Regions from separate parts of the Mus musculus genome. Here all the other regions are linked to region 6. A link is a contact called in public Hi-C, HiChIP or PLAC-seq, capture Hi-C and promoter capture Hi-C data. All regions are on one chromosome and are shown on one strand. The core of a region is the stretch at or near the end of the contact, and the rest is flanking DNA. Distances in the headings are between cores, read along the strand shown. Region 1 has its middle 19 kb from the start of Plxnd1. Region 2 overlaps Ift122 (intraflagellar transport 122). Region 3 holds the start of Rpl32 (ribosomal protein L32). Region 4 has its middle 130 kb from the start of Cxcl12. Region 5 holds the start of Cand2 (cullin-associated and neddylation-dissociated 2 (putative)). Region 6 holds the start of Zfp422 (zinc finger protein 422). Region 7 holds the start of H1f8 (H1.8 linker histone).

What was found. Promoter capture Hi-C pulls out the DNA fragments that hold promoters and counts their contacts. Hi-C and Micro-C count contacts between places; a contact is called where the count stands out from the background. HiChIP or PLAC-seq counts read pairs in DNA pulled down with a chosen protein or histone mark. Capture Hi-C pulls out chosen DNA fragments and counts their contacts.
Region 1: a Hi-C map of LSK cells shows a contact between it and region 6, with 2.7 times the contacts expected there. The contact joins the enhancer-like site here to the promoter of Zfp422 in region 6. A contact is called at or near these places in 5 of 39 promoter capture datasets (the C10 cell line, hippocampal neurons, liver and 2 more), 5 of 484 Hi-C or Micro-C datasets (CD4 T cells, the G1E-ER4 cell line, LSK cells and 1 more), 3 of 115 datasets of contacts at active chromatin or transcription factors (embryonic forebrain, large pre-B cells and trophoblast stem cells) and 1 of 9 other capture datasets (embryonic stem cells).
Region 2: a contact with region 6 is called in a promoter capture Hi-C map of stem cell-derived epiblast-like cells, with 3 times the contacts expected there. The contact joins the enhancer-like site here to the promoter of Zfp422 in region 6. A contact is called at or near these places in 4 of 39 promoter capture datasets (the C10 cell line, embryonic stem cells, pre-B cells and 1 more), 1 of 484 Hi-C or Micro-C datasets (embryonic stem cells) and 2 of 115 datasets of contacts at active chromatin or transcription factors (large pre-B cells and microglia).
Region 3: a contact with region 6 is called in an H3K27ac HiChIP or PLAC-seq map of large pre-B cells, with 2.8 times the contacts expected there. The contact joins the promoter of Rpl32 here to the promoter of Zfp422 in region 6.
Region 4: a Hi-C map of liver shows a contact between it and region 6, with 3 times the contacts expected there. The contact joins the enhancer-like site here to the promoter of Zfp422 in region 6. A contact is called at or near these places in 3 of 39 promoter capture datasets (the 3T3-L1 cell line, hippocampal neurons and liver) and 1 of 484 Hi-C or Micro-C datasets (liver).
Region 5: a contact with region 6 is called in an H3K27ac HiChIP or PLAC-seq map of microglia, with 8 times the contacts expected there. The contact joins the promoter of Cand2 here to the promoter of Zfp422 in region 6. A contact is called at or near these places in 2 of 115 datasets of contacts at active chromatin or transcription factors (microglia and pancreatic cancer cells).
Region 7: a contact with region 6 is called in a capture Hi-C map of embryonic stem cells, with 3 times the contacts expected there. The contact joins the promoter of H1f8 here to the promoter of Zfp422 in region 6. A contact is called at or near these places in 2 of 9 other capture datasets (embryonic stem cells and liver).

What each region holds. Positions count from the first base shown.
Region 1 is chr6:116,012,953-116,015,652 of GRCm38.p6, forward strand. No RefSeq gene overlaps it. Among named protein-coding and RNA genes, the nearest start is that of Plxnd1, 19 kb to the left of the region's middle. Within about 2 kb of position 1,384, at least 43 of the 459 cell types and tissues checked have an H3K27ac peak or open chromatin away from gene starts, as enhancers often do. A contact at or near this core is called in the G1E-ER4 cell line and LSK cells, where this site is marked.
Region 2 is chr6:115,885,821-115,888,520 of GRCm38.p6, forward strand. It overlaps Ift122 (intraflagellar transport 122), which reads left to right. Exons shown (of 29, transcript NM_001167763.1): 9 at 1,089-1,280; 10 at 1,407-1,545. Among named protein-coding and RNA genes, the nearest start is that of Ift122, 34 kb to the left of the region's middle. Within about 2 kb of position 1,296, at least 67 of the 459 cell types and tissues checked have an H3K27ac peak or open chromatin away from gene starts, as enhancers often do. A contact at or near this core is called in embryonic stem cells and stem cell-derived epiblast-like cells, where this site is marked.
Region 3 is chr6:115,807,418-115,810,117 of GRCm38.p6, forward strand. Rpl32 (ribosomal protein L32) reads right to left here and starts at 1,326. Exons shown (of 4, transcript NM_172086.2): 1 at 1,281-1,326; 2 at 385-485. The coding sequence starts at 480. It overlaps Snora7a (small nucleolar RNA, H/ACA box 7A), which reads right to left and starts at 686; the gene lies at 558-686.
Region 4 is chr6:117,298,718-117,301,417 of GRCm38.p6, forward strand. No RefSeq gene overlaps it. Among named protein-coding and RNA genes, the nearest start is that of Cxcl12, 130 kb to the left of the region's middle. Within about 2 kb of position 1,419, at least 15 of the 459 cell types and tissues checked have an H3K27ac peak or open chromatin away from gene starts, as enhancers often do. A contact at or near this core is called in liver, where this site is marked.
Region 5 is chr6:115,773,212-115,775,911 of GRCm38.p6, forward strand. Cand2 (cullin-associated and neddylation-dissociated 2 (putative)) reads left to right here and starts at 1,346. Exons shown (of 15, transcript NM_025958.2): 1 at 1,346-1,467. The coding sequence starts at 1,400. Mir7660 (microRNA 7660) reads left to right here and starts at 2,446; the gene lies at 2,446-2,508.
Region 6 is chr6:116,627,663-116,630,362 of GRCm38.p6, forward strand. Zfp422 (zinc finger protein 422) reads right to left here and starts at 1,337. Exons shown (of 2, transcript NM_026057.3): 1 at 1,269-1,337.
Region 7 is chr6:115,943,623-115,946,322 of GRCm38.p6, forward strand. H1f8 (H1.8 linker histone) reads left to right here and starts at 1,309. Exons shown (of 5, transcript NM_138311.3): 1 at 1,309-1,460. The coding sequence starts at 1,361.

The DNA.
Region 1 (2,700 bases), core at 134-2,633, 610 kb before region 6:
GGGTGTGGTCGTGTATGCCTTTAATCCAAACACTTGAGATGCAGATGCCGGCTGATCTCTGAGTTTGAGGCTAGTGAAGCCAGCCTGGTCTACACAGCAAATTACAGGACTGCCAGGGCTACACAGAGAAATTCTAACTCTAAATAAATAAGATTCAAAAAAAAAAATTGAGGGGCTGGAGAGCTACTCGGCTGGACAGTTAAGAGACACGTACTGCTCTTACAGGGGACCTGAGCTTGGTTCCCAGCACTTGAGTGGCTCACAACCAATTCTAACTCCAGCTTCAGAGAAGGAATGCTCTGGCCTCCATATGGGCACCTACACTCATATACATACCCACCTCACCTCCATCTATTTATAATTAAAAATAAAAATAAGGTCTGGAGAGATGGTTTGTTGCTTAAGAGCATGTACTGTTGTTTCAGAGAACCTGAGGTCAGTTCCCAGCACTCAGGGGATTGTAAAACCTCTTCTGGCCTCCATGACCATTGCACACACAAGCACACAACTATAATCAGTGCCTCGTGCACAAACAGAAAGACACAAACACAATTAAAAATAAAATCAAATTTAAAAATCTTTTTATTTACTTTTTTTTTTTTTTTTTTTTTGCGTCATGCTGGCTGTGGAATTTGCTATGGAGAGTAGGGTAGACTCAAACTCATAGAGAGATCTGTCTCTGCTTCCAGAATGCTGGGTTTATGAAGATGTGCCTCTATGCCTGTCTTGAAAAAAAAAATTGAATTCTAAAGCCAGATGATGCAGAAGTGGACACCTGTGATCCCAGCACAGGGAGAGGGGAGGCTGGAAGCTCAGGAGTTCAAGGCCACCCTCACTACAGAGTGAGTCCGAAGCCAGCCTGAGAGAGCTAAGGTTTCATTGTCTTTAAAACTTGTGAAATTGTTTTCTTACAGTGACTGTTACTTCCTTGTTTGCAAGGCAAGGAGGAGGAAGTTGCAAAATTTCACCTCCTTTCCTTATGGTATTCACGGGGGTGGGGGGTGGGTGGGTGGGGTGGGCAGGGCCAAAGCCTGCAGGACGCATTTTGCAACCATATTGCCCATTTGGATGACATGAAAACCTGGCTACTGGTTCCTTTTGAAAGGCTGTAATTGCCTTTAAACATATGGCTGGGTCATCTCTCGACACTTTCAATGGCTTCTCTTGTGGCCAGGTAAATAAACCTGGAGCATGGCATTCAGTGTCTAGTTTTTAATTTTTATTTATCTTTTTCAATACTGGGGATGGCCTTGTGCATCCTGGTCCGCGTCAGCCACCGAGCTACCATTCCAGCTGGCCTTTATTGCTCCTTGCAGCTTGGTTCCCGCTTGCTCAAACTCTTCATCTTGGTCCCCTCAGCCTGTGGTTTGCTGACACAGTTCCTCTAATTTACACACCCTCCTAAGCCATTTTGGCCCATCTAAACCCCAGCTCCTCAGGCTGCTGTGTAGCTCAGTGCTCAAGTGCCGGCCTAGCATGTGTGGGGCCTGGGTCTTCAGCTTCTTACATCCACTCCTAAAGGGGACAAAAACCAGACCGAGGACCACAAAGCACAGCATCATCTCTTAGCCCCGCCGCTCTGCAGCCTCCGCTGAGAGCTACTGCTCTCTCTCACCTGGTGGGAAGACCCTCCCTTCTCCCTCCCACACAGAGCTTGGGCTCCTGTCCCGATGTCAGCGCCCTGCTGCAGGCCAGTCTTGCACAGATTGCTCTGTAGCTGTGGGATCAGACGACACCAACTGCTGATATTACACTGGTCCCTGGTTTCCAGAACTACACCCCCAGGCTGGAAGAGCTCAAAGGGTCCAAACCCATTCAGATTCTGCCTCAGACAACCTCAGACATGGTCCAGCACAACCCAGCATAGGACACTGTGTAGTCTCTTTCCTCACTGTCATGGGTCTTTCTCTGTTTAAAAAAAAATATGTGTATCTGTATACATATGTGTGTGCATGTGTATGTGTGTGTGTGTGTGCGTATGTGCACGTGCATTTGCTCATGTGTGTGCCAAAGTATACACGTGTAGGTTAGAGAACAACTTTTAGAAGTTGGGTTCTCTCTCCTCTACGGTGGGTGGTCAAGCTTGTGTGGGACGCACTGGCTGAGCCATCTCACCTGTGCCCTTTCTTTATACAGAGCCAGGGGTAGTAGCAGATGCCTATAATCTAGCACTCAAGGGGCAGTTTTCTGTGTGTGCTTATATTTGCTTATGCCTTGTGTGTATCTATATTTTTATGTTTACTCATATACTCTGTGTGTATCTGCACACTTGCCATTGTGCACATGTGGCAGTCACAGGACAACATGTGGGACTTAGTGCTTTACTCCCACCACGTGTTTTCTAGGAACTCAACTCACATCATCAGCCTTAGTGGCAGGTGCCTGCACCCATGAGACCTGAGATTATCATTTTTCACTCAGACTTTTGCCACAGCTCAGAGGCTCTGAGGTGCAGTTCTGAACTTGTCTTAGGGCACTCAGCAGGCACACAGTTGGGTCCTTCACAGACAGCTGGAGTGTCTAATCTAGGATGCACAGTGAAACCCTGTCTTGAAAGTTTGACACAAGAGAAGAAACATGGTCTCTTAAAAAGCCTCATGCCCGGCCTTAGAGAGGGCTTGGTAGGTAAGAGTACACACTGCTCTCACCAAGGACACCAGCTCTGCCCCAGCACCCACAACTGCCTGTCACTTCAATTCT
Region 2 (2,700 bases), core at 46-2,545, 740 kb before region 6:
CTTCTAGCCTTCCTTTCTACAACAGCCCACCTCACCTACAACAGCCCACCTCACCTACAACAGCCCACCTCACCTACAATAGCCCATCTCACCTACAACAGCCCACCTCACCTACAACAGCCCACCTCACCTACAACAACCCACCTCACTTACAACAGCCCACCTCACCTACAACAGCCTATCTCAGACTCTATGCCCATCCAAAAAGGAGCTGTGTTGAGAGCCTCTTGCCTGAGGCTGTTCCCCTCGCTCAGTTTCTGCCTGCTTTGGTCACTTGTCCCTTCAGCTGGTCCTTGTAGTTGGTCTAGAGTTGATGGTTGTTACTTGGAAGAGGAGTCCGAGGCCTCAGCCAGTAGCTTCAGCCTCAATGCCATGACAGGTGCCAGGGTTTTCTTATTAGACTTTGTAGCGTTGGGAGGTAGGAGGGAAGCTTTCGGTTGTTAGGCATTGGAAATTCCTAAAAAGGAAAGAAAAGTGAACATACTAAATTTATAATTGCAGTTTAAATTAGTTGAAGGGAATTAACTAAGTTGCAGTTGGAGCTGACTCCTTCAGTGGTTTTATGTGTTCAAATTGCCTTCATTAAACTGTCAGCATCAATTGACTGCTCACTTTTACTAGATTTATAAATAGGAAAACATTTGTAAATTGACCCTAAACCTTAAAGCAAAAACTAGGTTTTTAGGGTCATTTTTCTTAAATTGAATAAAGAATAAAGGGCAGTCTTTTCAAGTGAATAAGCTCAGAACATAAACAGAGAAGAGGCTGGGGTAGGCTGACGGCCATGTGTGCTGGGTGAGCGAGGGAAAGACTCCCCGGCCTCCAGGATGGCTGAGGAGGGCTGGCTAACTTCCCAGTACTTAGGTCAGGCATGGCAGACTTTAGGGGCCAAGGGTTCGGCAGGGTTGAGGGGAAGAGTGGGCTCCAGAGGTGGAGAGGCCTGCGTAGGAGATGGAATAGCTCAGGAGAGGCAGCCCCCACCCCCTTGCCTTCCTACCGGTCTCCCTACCCGGCTAATGTTGGCGAGGAAGCCCTTCCTGGTTGTGGTTGTAGACTGGTCTCACTTGCTGTATGTTCTCTTTCCTCAGATTGGGAAGGATCGGCCACTGAACTTTGACCCCTGTTGCATCAGCTACTTCACTAAAGGAGAGTACATTTTGGTGGGAGGTTCAGACAAGCAGGTATCTCTTTTCACCAAGGATGGAGTGCGACTGGGGACCGTTGGGGAGCAGAACTCCTGGGTGTGGACCTGTAGAGTGAAACCTGACTCCAATTATGTGGTGAGTAAGAGGAAGTTCACCCTGCAGAGCATTGCTAGAGGAGGCCCCAGGCAGCCAGTGCTCCTAATAGGTGGAAGGGAGATGGCTCCTCCCCTCAGCCTAGATTGACAGCTCTCCTGTACACAGGTGGTCGGCTGCCAGGATGGCACCATCTCCTTCTACCAGCTCATCTTCAGCACAGTCCATGGGCTCTACAAAGATCGGTATGCCTACAGGGACAGCATGACAGACGTCATCGTGCAGCACCTCATCACAGAGCAGAAAGGTAAGAGGCAAGCTTGCCCTTGCTTATAGACACTAGCAAAAGGGGTGAGGACTGGGCTAGGGACAGCACATTCGAAATAATAGGAAATATCTCCCCTGGCCTTGCTTTAGCTTCTAGCAGTAGAAGGAGGATGAAGATCTCTTTGAGGATCTAGCAAAAGCAGTAAAACCTGTTTTGTTTTTTAAAAGCACCAACTCTTTACATTTTACAAATAATTCCATGGTGTAAAATGGACTCCATGAGACATGGAGGCTGACAAGTCAGAGTTGTAATGGCTGATGTGCATGAGGCTTTGTGGACATTTACCCATATCTGTCAGAGCCACTTTGGCATACTTTCCCCTCAGCCTCTACTCACTTCTTGGTGGTCCTTCTACTAGACTTGTAGGGGCAGTAGATAGGCTCAGGCTTTGTCAGGGGATCTGGGATCCAACCTCGCCCAGTCTAAATGTGACAGTTCCCTTCTGTTCACATAAATAGCTCTGCAGCTGAAAGAGGTCAAGTTCCACTCAGCGGTGTCCATCCCTGGATGTGCTGAGCACATATGCTATTTGTATGCTGCTGACCAGATATAGCCAGGTGGCTTTGCATAGGGGTTCCAGTTGGGGACCACCCTGTAGATTCAGGATGGCTTCTTTTGTCCCTGCCAGGGTAGATCTATTTTGGAAATTCCATCTAGGTGGCAGGAATGTAGCCACTGGGACAGCTCAGCACATCCTCCATGGTGTTTACCCCACTTGGTCTGTAGAGAGGCAGAGCTTGCCACATAGAAGTCCCTGTGGTCGGGAAGGTTGCAGGGGTGTGGCTGGCTATGAGATGTGTCATTTTGGTGGGCTCCCGATCACTAGGGGCCTTCTTTGCTGTGCAGAATGAGTCTAGATGTCCTCAGCCATGCAGGACAAGTGTCGGTAGCATTGACTGCTTGACCGCTCTGTTTCTCCCTGAAATGGTAGCATATGTAGCTCTGCACCCCACTCAGCACAGAGGCCTCCATGTGGCAGGTGCTCTGGGGAGAGTTGTTAGCAGACTGACCTAGTTTTACTCTTAAGTGTATGTCTGAGTGCCTGCATGTCTGTGTGCCATGTGTGTGCAGTACTTGAGGAGGCCAGAAGAGGGCAACAGATCCTCAGGAACTGGAGTTAAGATGGATACTGGG
Region 3 (2,700 bases), core at 76-2,575, 820 kb before region 6:
TGGGTGTGCATGCCCATCCAGCCAACAGGTGATCTGCAGGCCCAGAGAGAGGTCTTAGCAGTTGAGAGCACTGGCTGCTCTTCCAGAGGTTCAATTCCATGCATGCATGTGCCTGGTGTGCAGACAAAACCCCAAAGATCTTTAAAATACAGGGTCAGGGTGCAGAGATGACTTAAAAGTGCCTGCTGTCAGACAAACTAAATCTGACCTGGACCCACAAGACAGGAAGGAGAGAATCAACTCCTTAAAGTGATTCTCCCTGCCCTTCAAACGCATAAATATAAAACAAAGTGTCATCTTTAAAATGAACTTTTTAAAATGCAGAGACAAGCGATAACGAGAAATGTGTGCTCAGGTCTTAACCCCCACCCCAGAACCACATACCTTAATTTTCACATATCGGTCTGACTGGTGCCTGATGAACTTCTTGGTCCTCTTTTTGACGATCTTGGGCTTCACCAGAGGCCGGAGGGCAGCCATGATGCCTTTTGACAAAAGTCAGACCCAAGTTAGTAAAGAAACTGGGAGGTGGGGCTGCGTCTCAGGCCTTCAGTGAGTAATGTTGCAGAGTGTCTTCCAATCACCAGCTACCGAGCAAACTGGGAATGGAATGGGTACCTCTGCTAGGCTTGCTCTCCCTCTTGCTTCCGAAGCTGGAAGAATACTAGCTACTCTCCAGACGCGATCCCAAGAGGTCAGTGGTTCATCTCACCCACTCCGAACCTCAAAGAACCGCAACCGATCTTACAGAACCCCAGCCAGGTCTCTCTGGTGGCGAAGGAGCGGCAAATCCCGCTCCACTAAGCTTCGTTATGTTTGAAGTGTTGCGCCCTTAAATACGCAAAGCCACCATGCACTCCTAACACGCCACCAGTCCGTCTGTCCCTCCCGGTCGTCTCAGAGCACCAACCAAAGGGTGCCTTCTCTGCTCCCCGCGCAGACAACCTGCTCCGCCGGGCTTGCGCTTCAGAAAGCATTTCTGCTCACTGGCGAGCGGCGGCAGCTCCCTGACTTAAGATTTCGGATTCGCCGCAGAAAAAGGCTGCTAACAAGCTAAGCAGAAAGCGGCGGGTGCCGTCCGAAACTCTCGGGCCGCATGGCAGCAAGCCCGCCCTGGCCGATGCCGGCCCCCGGGCAGACTCCGGAGCAGCGCCAGTGGCCAGGCCCGCGCGCGCTCGCCACTACCACGCTGGTGCGGAGGCCGCCGCCGAGGCCTCCCCACCCGGAGACGGGGTCCCGTCGAAGCCGCGGGCGGCGGATGGCCGCCGATACAGACTCACCGTAAAACAGATGGCAGCCACCTCGTAGGCAGCGCCGAGGAAGAAGGAAGAGGCGGCGGCGGCGCGCAAGGTATGATGGGACGGAGTCTTAGGTCCTGGCAGAGAAAAGGGAAGCACTTCCGGCTCTGGGTCCTCTAAAGAAAACTAAGATGTGCCTGAGAAATGATACTGAAAAAAACCCTAGTGGACTAGTGTTCTGTAGTAGACATTAACATCTTAGAGTGAACTAAAATTTATTTTTCTCTTGGGACTACTTAAGAAATTTGGGTTTTTTGTTTTTTTTTGAGCTAAGACCTGCTAGGTGGGCATTTATTTCCGCCCTAAGTGGAAGCCCAATAGCTTTTTAAATTGTTGGTTCCCGAGGGTGCCTCCTTGAGGCTGGGAGGTAGCAAAACAGAGACTCTTCGAAGATCCTTAGGCGGTTGGTTGAGCAAATGTCCTAAAACTTCCTAATATACAGATGTGCAAACCCCTGCTTATGAAGTGCTACTGAGCCTCCTCGCGACTTCTGTATGTTTAAATCTTCTCTACTTATGGTATGTACCTAATGTATTAATAAGTGATGGGTTAGCCGGGCGGTGGTGGCTCATGCCTTTAATCCCCGCACTTGGGAGGCAGAGGCAGGCGGGTTTCTGAGTTCGAGGCCAGCCTGAGCTACAGAGAGGGTTCCAGGACAGCCAGAGCTACACAGAGAAACCCTGTTTCGGAAAAAAAAAAGTGATAGGTTGATAATATTGCTAAGAAAATAGTCTATTGGCTGGGTGTGGTGGTGCACATTTTTTAATAACAGCACTTGGGAAGCAGAGGTAGGTCGAGTTTAGTCTATTTTGCTTATCTTTTGTTTTACAGATCATTGTGAAAACTCTATAATCTTAGGAGGAAATAAAACCAAACCTGAGCTGGGGAGGTGGCTTGGTGGAGCACTGTTGCTCTTTCAGAGGACTGGCATTTAGTTCCCAGGAACCAAGCGTTGCTTCACAACCTTGTTAACACCAGCCCTAGGGGATCAGATGCCCTTTTCTGTAGGCGCTACATGCATGTGGTACATACTCATACATGCAGGCAAAACACTCAATCACATAGAATAAATCTCATTTTTTAAAGATTTATGTATATGAGCACACTGTAGCTGTCTTCAGACACACCAGAAGAGGGCATCAGATCCCATTACAGATGGTTGTGAGTCACCATGTGGTTAGGAATTGAACCCAGGACCTCTGGAAGAGCAATCAGTGTTCTTAACTGCTGAGCCATCTCTCCAGGCCCCACCCCAGTCCCACCCTTTGTTTTGTTTTGTTTTGTTTTAAGACAGGGTTTCTCTGTGTAAGCCTGACTGTGGTCGAATTCACTCTGTAGACCAGGCTGGCTGGAGATCTTCCTGTCTCTGCCTCCCAAGTGCTGAGATGTAAGGTGTCACCAC
Region 4 (2,700 bases), core at 169-2,668, 670 kb after region 6:
GTGAACAAAAAATCCTATTGGCTGAGGGTTCTGAGTACTGAGTCTTCCTCTTTTCGGTATAGACGATAAGTTAAAGGTGTCTACATATTATTAACTATTTGTTCACTATGGTACCCTGCATAATCAGACAATAGGAAAATCACGTGGATTGCATATGATTCTGGAGTCCTGCTGTCCTGCTGGGCCCAGCTCAGCCCCACTATTCACGGATGCACCACCTTGGGAGAAGTTATCAAATCCCTCCAAACTCAAAACTCCAAATGGAGTTTTTCTTCCCTTTGAAAATATGGAAAGTACTGTTCACTTTTAAGACTGGGTGATCACAAATGATAATCCATGAGAAATGGTTACCATCTCACAAGCACTCCTCCTCCTTCTCCTCTTCCTCCTCCTTTTCCTCTTTTGAATTCTCTAGCCTTCCAGCCTGTCTGTCTCCTTCCCCACCAACCACCCCCTGGTTTTGTCTTGTCCCCTTGTGTCTCCCCATCTCCTTCTCCCCTCCCCTTCCTTTCTAATGATAGTTCTTAGAGCTCCATGTTGCATGAATCAAGACATGGTGGCCATAGAGATGGGCTGTACTGCGTATCAGCTCATAGTGTGAGCCTCTCAAGGTTTATAATGTCCTTGACCCATTCTCATTGGCCACATCCTTCTAAATTATGAGTATCAAAGCTAAAGCATCTAAATGGATTCTGTCCAAACCAGAAAAGGCAAAATTATTACCAACTTACCCGAGGTAAACACTTGGGCTTCCTATAGAGGAGCCCCAACTAGCAAGCTCCGAGGTTACAAGAACACTTGTTGATTCGGAATGAGCTGGTGGGAAACCTGTGCAACACAAGTAATCTCAAAACGGAGCTGAGGGCAAGGTTGCTAAGGTCAGGTTGTGCTAGCAAACTTGGACCTCCACCCAAGAGCAAAGTTCAACTGCAGCTCTTATGGTAAATATTTGCCCTCATTTTGCTATTACCTCCATCTTGCTTTGTTTATCTTAAGGTCACGTAGCCTTTCACTTTCCCATCTGGCTGGCATCCAGAGGTCATGGTGACCACACAGCTGGGCAGATGTTAGGAATCTAGACTGAGATGCTTTAGTGAGAATGTCAGAGTGGATTCCTTGTGGAACCCATGTGGGTGAGGTGAACAGAGCTCTCTGGGGACTCAGGCCTTTCCCACCCATCCCTGGGAGCTCATCAGTGAAGCTGTGTTTGTCTTAGAGCCCTATGGCATTGAGAACCTGAAGGTGACAAGCACTGACCACCAGCACAGCAGACACTCTTGGCCAGTAACTTTTCAGAGTCAGCGCAAATGCTGGAAAAGCATTATGCAATGTTTCTGGCTGGGATGAAGATGTAGCCTTGACCCCATCCACCATGTGTTTTAAATCCCTGTATTTATTGATGCCAGCTCTGAGTGTTGCCTTGTGCTCTGTGGGAGGGACCTTGGCCCTTAACATCATTAGTAACCGTCCTAGCAGGGCCACGGGTTCCCTTTAAGGTGATGGTAAATCTCTGCTTGGGAGTTTAGCTCTCTCTAGAGCAGGCGTCTAAGAACCACAGATATACAAGCAGAAGGGGAGGGAGGTGCCCAAGGGAAAAGCCTAGATAACTGGTCCTCCTTCTCCTCCTTCTTTTTTTTTAAAAAAAAACAACTATTATTGTTACTGATTTTACAAAATTACATACACTACACTCCTTCACATCCCATCCCCCTGTTCACACTCACCGCTGCTCACAAATCTCTCACTCATGTTCATATCTATTTGATTTTGTGACCCACCAAGATTAACCAGAACCATCTGTGTGACTGTGCGTTTTGAGCTATCTGTTGGAGTCTGGTCAGCTCAGCAGCAGGTCCACAGTGATTTCTCCCTTTCCAAGAATCTATAGTTAGCTGATAGTTTCAAGACTCAGGAGCCTCTCCCCCTCCTTGGCTGACTATTGATAGGGACAGTCTTGCATGGGCCCAGAGTAGGTAACTACACTGAGTGAGTTAAGGAATACAATAGTTGTAGCAGCCTGCTGTCAAGCCCTTCCGCACTTCCTGACCCTCTTCCACAGAGTTCCCTGAGCCTTAGAAGGGGGGTACAAGTGACTTGCTTAGGGCCCACTACAGTCCATATTTTCTGCATCTTGGGAGGCCATGAGCTCCTGCAATCACTTCTGTTCAGAGTTAGAAGAGGATGCACTAATTAAGTCTGGGACAGCTTTAATTGAGGGCCATGGGCTTGGGTATTTAGAAGGCAGTTTTCTGCTATGTCAGTTTAGTTGGCTGACCAAAAAAATGCTCCTAAACCATTCACCAGTTCTTTGTGTTGGAAAGCCACCATGCCTGTCTATCTATCTATCTATCTATCTATCTATCTATCTATCTATCTATCTATCTATCTATCTAATCAAATGCCAACCATACTACCTCTACTACGAATCATTTCCAACTGCATCTGTGTTCCCACTAAACCGCCTCTCCCTTTAGCCTTCCTTCTTGCATCTTTCCACACTCAGAGGAGGTTACTAGTAGGATTTCTAATTCCATTTTTACTCTAATTCGTGTTTTTATCTTTTATTTGTCTATGTGTGTGCATTTGCTTGAATTTATGTTTACCATGTTCGAGCTGATGCTTACAGACACAAGAGGGCCTCAGTTCCTCTCAACTAGAGTAACTTGTGAGGCACCTGATGTGGATGCTGGGAGCCAAAAC
Region 5 (2,700 bases), core at 96-2,595, 850 kb before region 6:
GCTATATTTCTCCCTGGGAGTATTCACAGTCCCCTGAAGGGCTGTCTCCCCTTCTCATTCATGAAACAATGACTTTCTTCTGGGATGGCCACATAGGTGTGAGCGAGACAGGAGCAAGAAGACTAGGAGAAATGTAGAGGTCCCTAGCCTCCAAGGCTTGGGACTTTGTAGCCACTGTTCAGTCATCTAGAGGAAGAGAAGTTGGATTAGGAGTCGGAAATCAAAGATGTAGCAGATGTCTCATTTAAATCCTTCCTTTCTTTATCTTTTTTTCTAAAGACAGGATCTATGTAGCCAAGGTTGAAATTTTGATCCTCCTGCCTTCCTGCCTTCACCTGCCAAGTTCTGGAATTGCAGGTATGAGACACCCCAGCCCCCTAGATTTCCTTTTACCAACCTGAGGGTGTGGCTCTGTGGTAGAGAAGAACCAAAACAGAAATTTTAATACATTTAAGATAAAACTTTCTTAACCAGGGTCTTGGTGCATGCCTTTAATCTCAATACCTGGGAGAAAGAGGCAGGCAGGTCTCTGAGTTTGAGGCTAGCCTGGTCTACAAAGTGAGTTTCAGGGCAGCAATTACTATACAGAGAAACCTTGTCTCAAAAAACAAAAACAAAAACAAAAAAGAAAAAACAAAACAAAGCAAGAAAGATAAAGGTTTCTTTTATTCCTTTGAGTAACTAAAAATAGCCAGCAGAGGTTGTGTGACTCCCCAAGCTAGGTAGCAGAGATTTGAAGCGACACTTCCTTTCCAGTTTAAAGAGTCCCCCTAAAGATCTACGCGCGCGCGCGCGCACACACACACACACACACACACACACACCTCCTAACTGGGGAAAACTGTGATCAACTTTAGGGAACAGCTATTGCTCTCGGCTTTGGGAACCTGAAGTCCGTCCTTAATTCATCTCAGGTTCTTTGGCTGTGTGGAACCTGGTAGAATCTGGAATTGCCATCCCATGTCCCTGTTTGCATGAGTGCCATTGAGAGAGCAAAGTCAAGGGGTCTTCAAGGCACAATCGGGAGAAGGCGTGGTCAGGGCCGGGTGGTGAGCTGCTGGTGCCCATGCTGAGCAGAGCTGTCCAGGAGAGGGGGCCAGGCCCGTTACTTCAGTCCTGCTCGGGACAGGAGGGGAGAGAGAGAGAGAGAGAGAGAGAGAGAGAGAGAGAGAGAGAGAGAGAGAGAGAGAGAGAGAGAGAGAGAGAGAGAGAGAGAGAGAGAGAGAGAGAGAGAGAGAGAGAGAGAGAGAGAGAGAGAGAGAGAGAGAGAGAGAGAGAGAGAGAGAGAGAGAGAGAGAGAGAGAAGGGGCGTGGCCGGTGGGGGAGGGGGCGTGGTGGAGGGGAGGGGAGGCCGCGCCGCCATATTCGATTCGACCCGCAACCCCGCGGCGCAGCCAGCATGAGTACCGGTGCCTTCTACATCTCCAGCCTGCTGGAGAAGATGACGTCCAGCGACAAAGACTTCAGGTGCGCCCTGTGGGGGCTCGGGACTCGTTTTCAGGGGTCTCAGCCTGTCCCGGCCGCCCCTCTGCTCCCCTGCCCCCCCCCTGCGGACCCCTGTGGGAGCCCCCGGCCTCTTCGCCTGGGCCTGGCTGGGCCTGCAGCCCCGCCCCCAGCCTCTTCCCGCCTTTGCTGTGCTGGCCTCTCAAGTCCCCAACACTGGGCGCCCCCCAGGCTCTCCAGTGAAGTCCCCGTCGGCCTCTCTTTGGAACCCAGTGCAGTCCTCTTCTGACCCTCATTGAAACAGGCCGCTTCCCTGCACAACCTCCATCCAAGGCTATCTTCCGAGACCCACACTTCTGCCCGGTCTCTAGGTTACCCCATCCCCCGCACCCTGTACCCCTACCGGGTCTCCTAACCCTAACAAACTTTACTTTTCTTTCATCTCTTTCTTTTCATCCCGTGCCTTTTCTCCCTGGCCCCTCATCACCACCCCATCTTCCTTATTCCCCTCCTCTCCCAAGATGGTTTAGAGCAGGAAGCAAAGGTTGGGGTGAGGGCTATCTCTCTCCCCCATTCTTTTTCTCCTATCCTCCTCTCCAAACACCACAGAAACACAGGAACAGAGTTGGCAAGAGGAATGGGAATATCTGATGCAGCCCCTCTTGCAGGGGAAACTGAGGTTCAGTGATAAAAAGGGGTTGTTGGTCAGTTGTGGACCCTCAAGTCAACAGGACAGTGCACCATTCTGAGTCTTCTGTCACAGTAGTTATCCCTCCGATTACAAACAGGGAAAATTAGGTTCAGGGACATGAAGGGCCTGGATACAATGCTAACGGTAGGGCCAAGCAGAGTTGGAGGTGTCAGTGGGATTCCCAATCTAGCCAGTCCGGAGGGGCCAGAAGCCTATTTGTGTGGTCTGACCTTTTCCGTGTCCTGTAAATACAGTCCTCAAAAATCTCTGTGCAGCCCTAAGCCCCACAGTGGTAGTAGGGCTTGGGATCCTTTGCCCTGGCTTCAGATCTCGGCAACCATCACTAACTAGATCTGTAAGTGATGGGCAAAGTACTCCATGCCCTCTGAGCCTTAGCTTAGCTGTTTGTGCTTTAGGTAGCAGGTAAGTGCTTTGTGAATGGTTGTCCTGACTCTGTGCAGGGAAACGGGGCAGGTCCTGGTAGACTGTTCTTTGTTCTTTGGGCCCAAGTTCTTTCTGTTCTCCAGAAGTCTGGAGGGGGCTTTGACTTACTCAAAGTCACATGG
Region 6 (2,700 bases), core at 87-2,586:
AAGCTAATCGGTAAAGAGAATTTCAAGTTTCCCAAGAGTCTTATTCAGAAAATACTAGGTGAGAAAAATCTGGAAAAAAAAAAAAAAAACCAAAACACTTTATTCTTCCTTTCCTAGACTATAGCACGCCAAGAAGGAGAGCACAACCAAAAGCTCTAAAATAAGTTTATTGCATTACATTTAAGGTTGTCTGGAAGCTGTCAAAACAACCCCTTCCACACACACACACTCCAAATAGGCGAGAGTGTGGGAGGTGTTCAGGCCTGCAAAGCCAGTCACTGGACTTCCAGTGTCTTAGGTTAGTTGGAAAACCTACTTGCAACTCAGTTATTTTTCTGAGTTTCCTTGCACACAAGCATTTAAAGTAAGTAAATAAAAACACAAATGACATCTTTTCCTGCCTTTTTTTTCCTTCGTCTTGATTTTGCTGTATAATAATCCTCCAAACGTAAGAGTGCCCAGGGGCTTTTCCTGGGTGTTTAATAATTTTATCTGCTACAATTGCAGCAACAGAAAGAGCAAACTGCACATAACACAGATCTACAGCAATCACTGCCCATAACCGTCTCGGTTATGTACAGACCACGTAAACAGGAGACACTGTGTGGGGTACCTGGTACTCAATAAATAGCTATAATGGTAAGCATACACTTTTAAACACATCTCTTTAAATACCGGGGAACTCACAACTGGTTGCAAACTGATCGATTATGGAATCTACCTATGGATGAAGTAATCATACTTACAGGTAGCCTATGTGTGCTCCTATTTTTAAAATAAAGCTGATTTAAAACCTCCTTTCGTGGGTTCGTAAACACAGGCCCGAAGCTCCTTTAGCTCCTTTACCCATCCCAACCCCGGAGCCGCCTCCGGGCCTGATTTCTCACTGTCCGACCTGGGGAGTCCATCGCCCCCTCGTCTAACGCCCGCCAAGTCCGGTTGTCTGATCGAGGTCCCCAGTAGGGGAGAGGCTGGGTAAAGCTGGGTGATGGAGCTCCAGTACTGGGGACCCGTCTAGCCGGCGTGCACCTGCTCCCTCACCCATTTACGGCAGCAACAAAGAGTCCGCCGCTTCCCTCCAAGTCGCTCACAATGGCCCGGTGCAGCCTACCCACCCGTACAATGGAGTCTTTCTCCTCCGCGGCGAGCGGAGGCGCCCAGGCCGAAGCCGACCCCAGCCCGAGGCCACCCGCCGGGCTCCGTGCAGCGCCGCAGCCCGACCCGACCCAACACCGGCCCAGGCAGACCCGCAGGCCCCGCGTACTCACCGCGCAGGCCGCCACGGTGCCCGCCTCGCGCCTCGCCCGCCGGAAGTGCGGGCTGCTAGCCGCGGAGCTGCCGGCCGCTCTAGGAAGAGGCGGAGAGACCCTCTATGGTCCCCGGCCCACCCCACCATATCCTGCGGATTCTTCCGGTGGTCCTTTTGTGTTCCTCTCTTACCACTCAGAAGGCAGAGCCAAGGACCTTAAGGCCTGTTACCCGCTCTCTTTCTATTCTGGTCGACCTACACAGAAACTGGCCTTTGTTAGATTCTGCTCACCACCCCCAAACCAGCCCGTTCCAACTTGTAAATTGCATTCTTAGTACTGAGTATCTAGTCTAGAGAAATAACTTCAGCCTAAGGTGTTACTTATGTTTTTCACGGGTCGCCTTATATCACCAAAAGGCCCGTGAAATTTCTGGAGGACACTGTCCGCACAGGCTGACTGATTGATTAAAACGGCGGTGGTGAAGAGAGGTTGGGATGTTGCAGGTCCAGAGCATAATTAGTATTCATCTTGGGATGCATCCATTCCTTGTCCACTTCTATGGAAGGATGTGCAACATCCTGACAGATAAAACACAAAATCCCATTCTCCAATCAAAAGGCCAAGAATACTATGTTAGATGACATCTATAGCTGAGATGTCTAAACAGAGCTCTAACCCACCTCTCTGATGTTTCTACAAATGAATTTAAAAGTATCTTGATTTATGGCTTTCTTTGTTCTGTTACTGTCAAACCTTCATGAATTTGGTTGCAGGTTGAAAGGCGGAGTTTGGGTAATCTAAATCTGTGTTCCCTGGGCCATCATCACTTGTGTTTGGCCTCTGAATAAAACTCATGACTTTGAGGAGAGAGCCGTGACTTTGCATCAGCCACTCCTATCAGAGGAAAATGAATGCGTTCAGTGTACTGGGCAGGAACCCCAGCTTGGAGAGGAATTCTGCTCCCGCTCACACTGTGAGTGAACAACTCGGTTTGGAAAGGCACACATGCTTCCTTCCCAGGGGAGTTCTAATGGCTTCAGATTCATCGCATTAAGGCAGACTCCCCTCACTGGCGACCTTGGCTGATCCTGGTGTCCATAAATGCAACTTCCTGCAGAGAAGCAGCACTCTTCTGCGCGGCTGGCCAGATAAGTGAGCTTCTGTGGTTATGGAGGGTTTGGGAGTGTCGTAGGTCCGGAGCCCAGTCATAACAGAGTTTGAGGTATCTCTAGCCATGGAAATAACCACTACTTTGCCCACTTTTGACCTGACATCCTGTGACTGACAGGTAAAAAATATTTTGGGATGTGCTAATTTAACAAAACTGATTTTCTACAACCAGAAGTCCAAGAGTCATCTGATAGCGGAAGCCTGCAGCTGAGGTTCCTCCATGCTGCTATAACCTCCCACTCCATGCTTCCACTAGTGTGTTCCAAAGTGTCTTGTTTTG
Region 7 (2,700 bases), core at 59-2,558, 680 kb before region 6:
ACAGTAATGAGCAGACCTTATCTACAGGAGGGAGCTGAAGGCCTTCTTCAGCGCTGGCCTCCCCATTCTCGCAGCTGTGTCCTATCTCCCTGTCAACAGGCAACAATTGACTGAGCCTGTTCCTATCCTGACAAGTTTTTAGTTTGTCTTGAATTTCTGATGATACTGGGGCAAAGTTCCCATTTGTTAGTCCCCCTGTTTTTCCCCAGGGAGGGATGGCTGAGCCGTGAAGCAAGCTCATCTTTGCTCCATAAAATGTTGAGTTGCCTCTAAGGTGGCTGGCCTGTCAGCTCTCCCAGCTTCTGTGTGATTCCCGTACAGTCACTATGAGAAATGCTCATCTCATATTTCATAAGCAATATTGACATTCAGCCAGGAGAGAGATTCAGCTTGTTGTAATCCATCCTGGTTTTGTTTCCTTTTGGTTTGACTCTTTTTTTGAGTCAGGGGCTTGCAGTCTAGGCTAGCCCCAAACGCCCTAGCCTCCTGCCTCAGTTTCCCCAGTGTGGGAACAAGAACAAGCCACAGTCATATATGCTGTAGCATGTTTTACAGCGATGGAGTCATTTACTCATGCCCATGTGGCTTCACTGAGAAGTCACTTCTGTCTTTCATCTTGATGACTCAACCCTTCCTAGGAAACAGGCAGAATGACCAGGCTCGGGAGATCCCTTCCCAAGTCATAGCCCTGTTGGGGGTGGGGGGGTGGCAGCTGGCTGGTTCTCTCACCCTAGCCAGTTCCAGTGTTGGGTAGTATGATGGAAAACAGTGACTTAGGTCTGTCCCAGTGTGTCTTGGAATGCCAAGGACACTGAAGACAGTGACCATCAGCCAAGGTCACATAAAGACCCTGACACACCTTCCCCTACATCTCAAACTGCAGTAAAATCTAAAACATCAAAATAACACAGAAGGAAGAGATCTGAGAGCCAGCCTGGCTCGCTCCGGAGAGGCCACTGCTTCCAAACACTCCCTCCCTTGGGCACAATTGCTGCTTTATGGAAAACTGAGGCTAGCAGTAGTCTGGATCAGGGTAGACAGATTCCTACCCTTGTGTGATTAGGGGGCCTTTGTGAGCAACCCCCCAACTCACAGTGTTAGATGTCAGCTCGTCAGGTAGGTAGGACACAGTGACACTGCCTCCTTACTTCTTCCCGTGGCCTCAGGTCCCACAGGGTAAGGTGGATGCTGTGTTCAGAGTGAGTCTTACCCTCGAGGCCTGATTGGCAGCTTTCGGCTGCTCAGGTGCTAGGCATGTTGGTCATTGGTTAAGTTCTGTTGGGAGGTATTTAAGGCAGAAGGTCTGGAGCTAACTGAGCTAACTGAGCGAGCACTGGCCTGGCCTGCTGCTGCCTGTGCCATGGCTCCTGGGAGTGTCTCCAGTGTTTCTTCCTCCTCTTTTCCCTCCAGGGACACATCCCCTTCTGGATCATGTGGGCTCCCTGGAGCTGACAAGCCAGGTAAGCAAGGGAGTGGAATTCTGAGTTTAGGCCAAGGTCCCTGGAAACCGGGAGACAGCCCGGAGACAGCCGCTGAGAAGGTGCATGCGGCTTAAGCCTGGTTCCCACCGCTCGCTCGGATTGGAAGAGGAGACCTAGTCCTGGTGGGGAATGAAGCTGAATGGTCCCATTTCCTGGTCTGGGACTCACAGTGAAGACTTCAGTCAGGTGCAGGCTGCCTCGGCCCTGCTACAGGACTCCCTTAGGCCCGTGGCCTGTTGTTTCATGTTTCTTTCTTTTTTCTTTTACACGCATTGGTGTTTTGCCTGCACATATGTCTGTGTCGGGGTACTGGACCCAATGGAACTAGAATTTCAGAGAACTGGAGTTCAGACAGCTGTGAACTGCCATGGGAATTGAACCCTGGTCCTCTGGAAAAGCACCCAGTGCTCTTAACCACTGAGCCATCTCTCCAGCCGATGGCTTTTTCTTTCTACTTCTAAACTTAAATTTTGAGTCTGAATTTTGCAAATAATTCTGACAGCATCACCCTGAATTTAAGTCACGCCGACAGGTTCTCCCATTTCTCCCCCCCAAATCCTCCTTTTTCTTGCTGCTTTTCAAAAGTAACAGCCCATCTCAAAATACCCCATCGCTCCCCCAAGTTCAGCATGCAGTGACCTTTAGTATGTTATCATGTGTGCCCAGCGCCACAATCTGTTTCAGAATTGAGTCATTTCCTGAGAAGAAAAGCTGACTTGTGCTATTAACAGTCACTCCCCGACTTCACTCCACCTGTGTCTGTGGGTCCTCGCCATTTCATACAAGGCGTTGTGACTGGCTTTTTTTTTTTTTTTTTTTGCCTGCTTATACCTAGAAGCACTCGTGTGGTAGCTCTCAAATCTCAGACTCGTGTGGTAGCTCTCGAATCTCAGTCCTTTATGGCCAAGTAGTATTCCATTGTGTGAGTGGTCACAGGCATTTGGGCTGTTGGGGAGAATGGCTCAGGCACACAGCTGGTGGGGCTAGGGATGGAGCCCAGGGCCTCAGTCGGCACGCTGAGCCCAGGCTTCTTCACCCCCTTACGTCTTTGCTTCCATTCTCACTTGGGGCGGGGGGTGTCTCTAGGAATGTGACTGTTCTTTCTTTTGCTTTTCCCCAAATAATTTTCTTTTAAACATGTTGAGCTCACATTTGAGAGGTAGAGACAGGGGGATCGCTTGAGTTCAGGGTCAACCTGGTCTACAGAGTGAATTCCAGG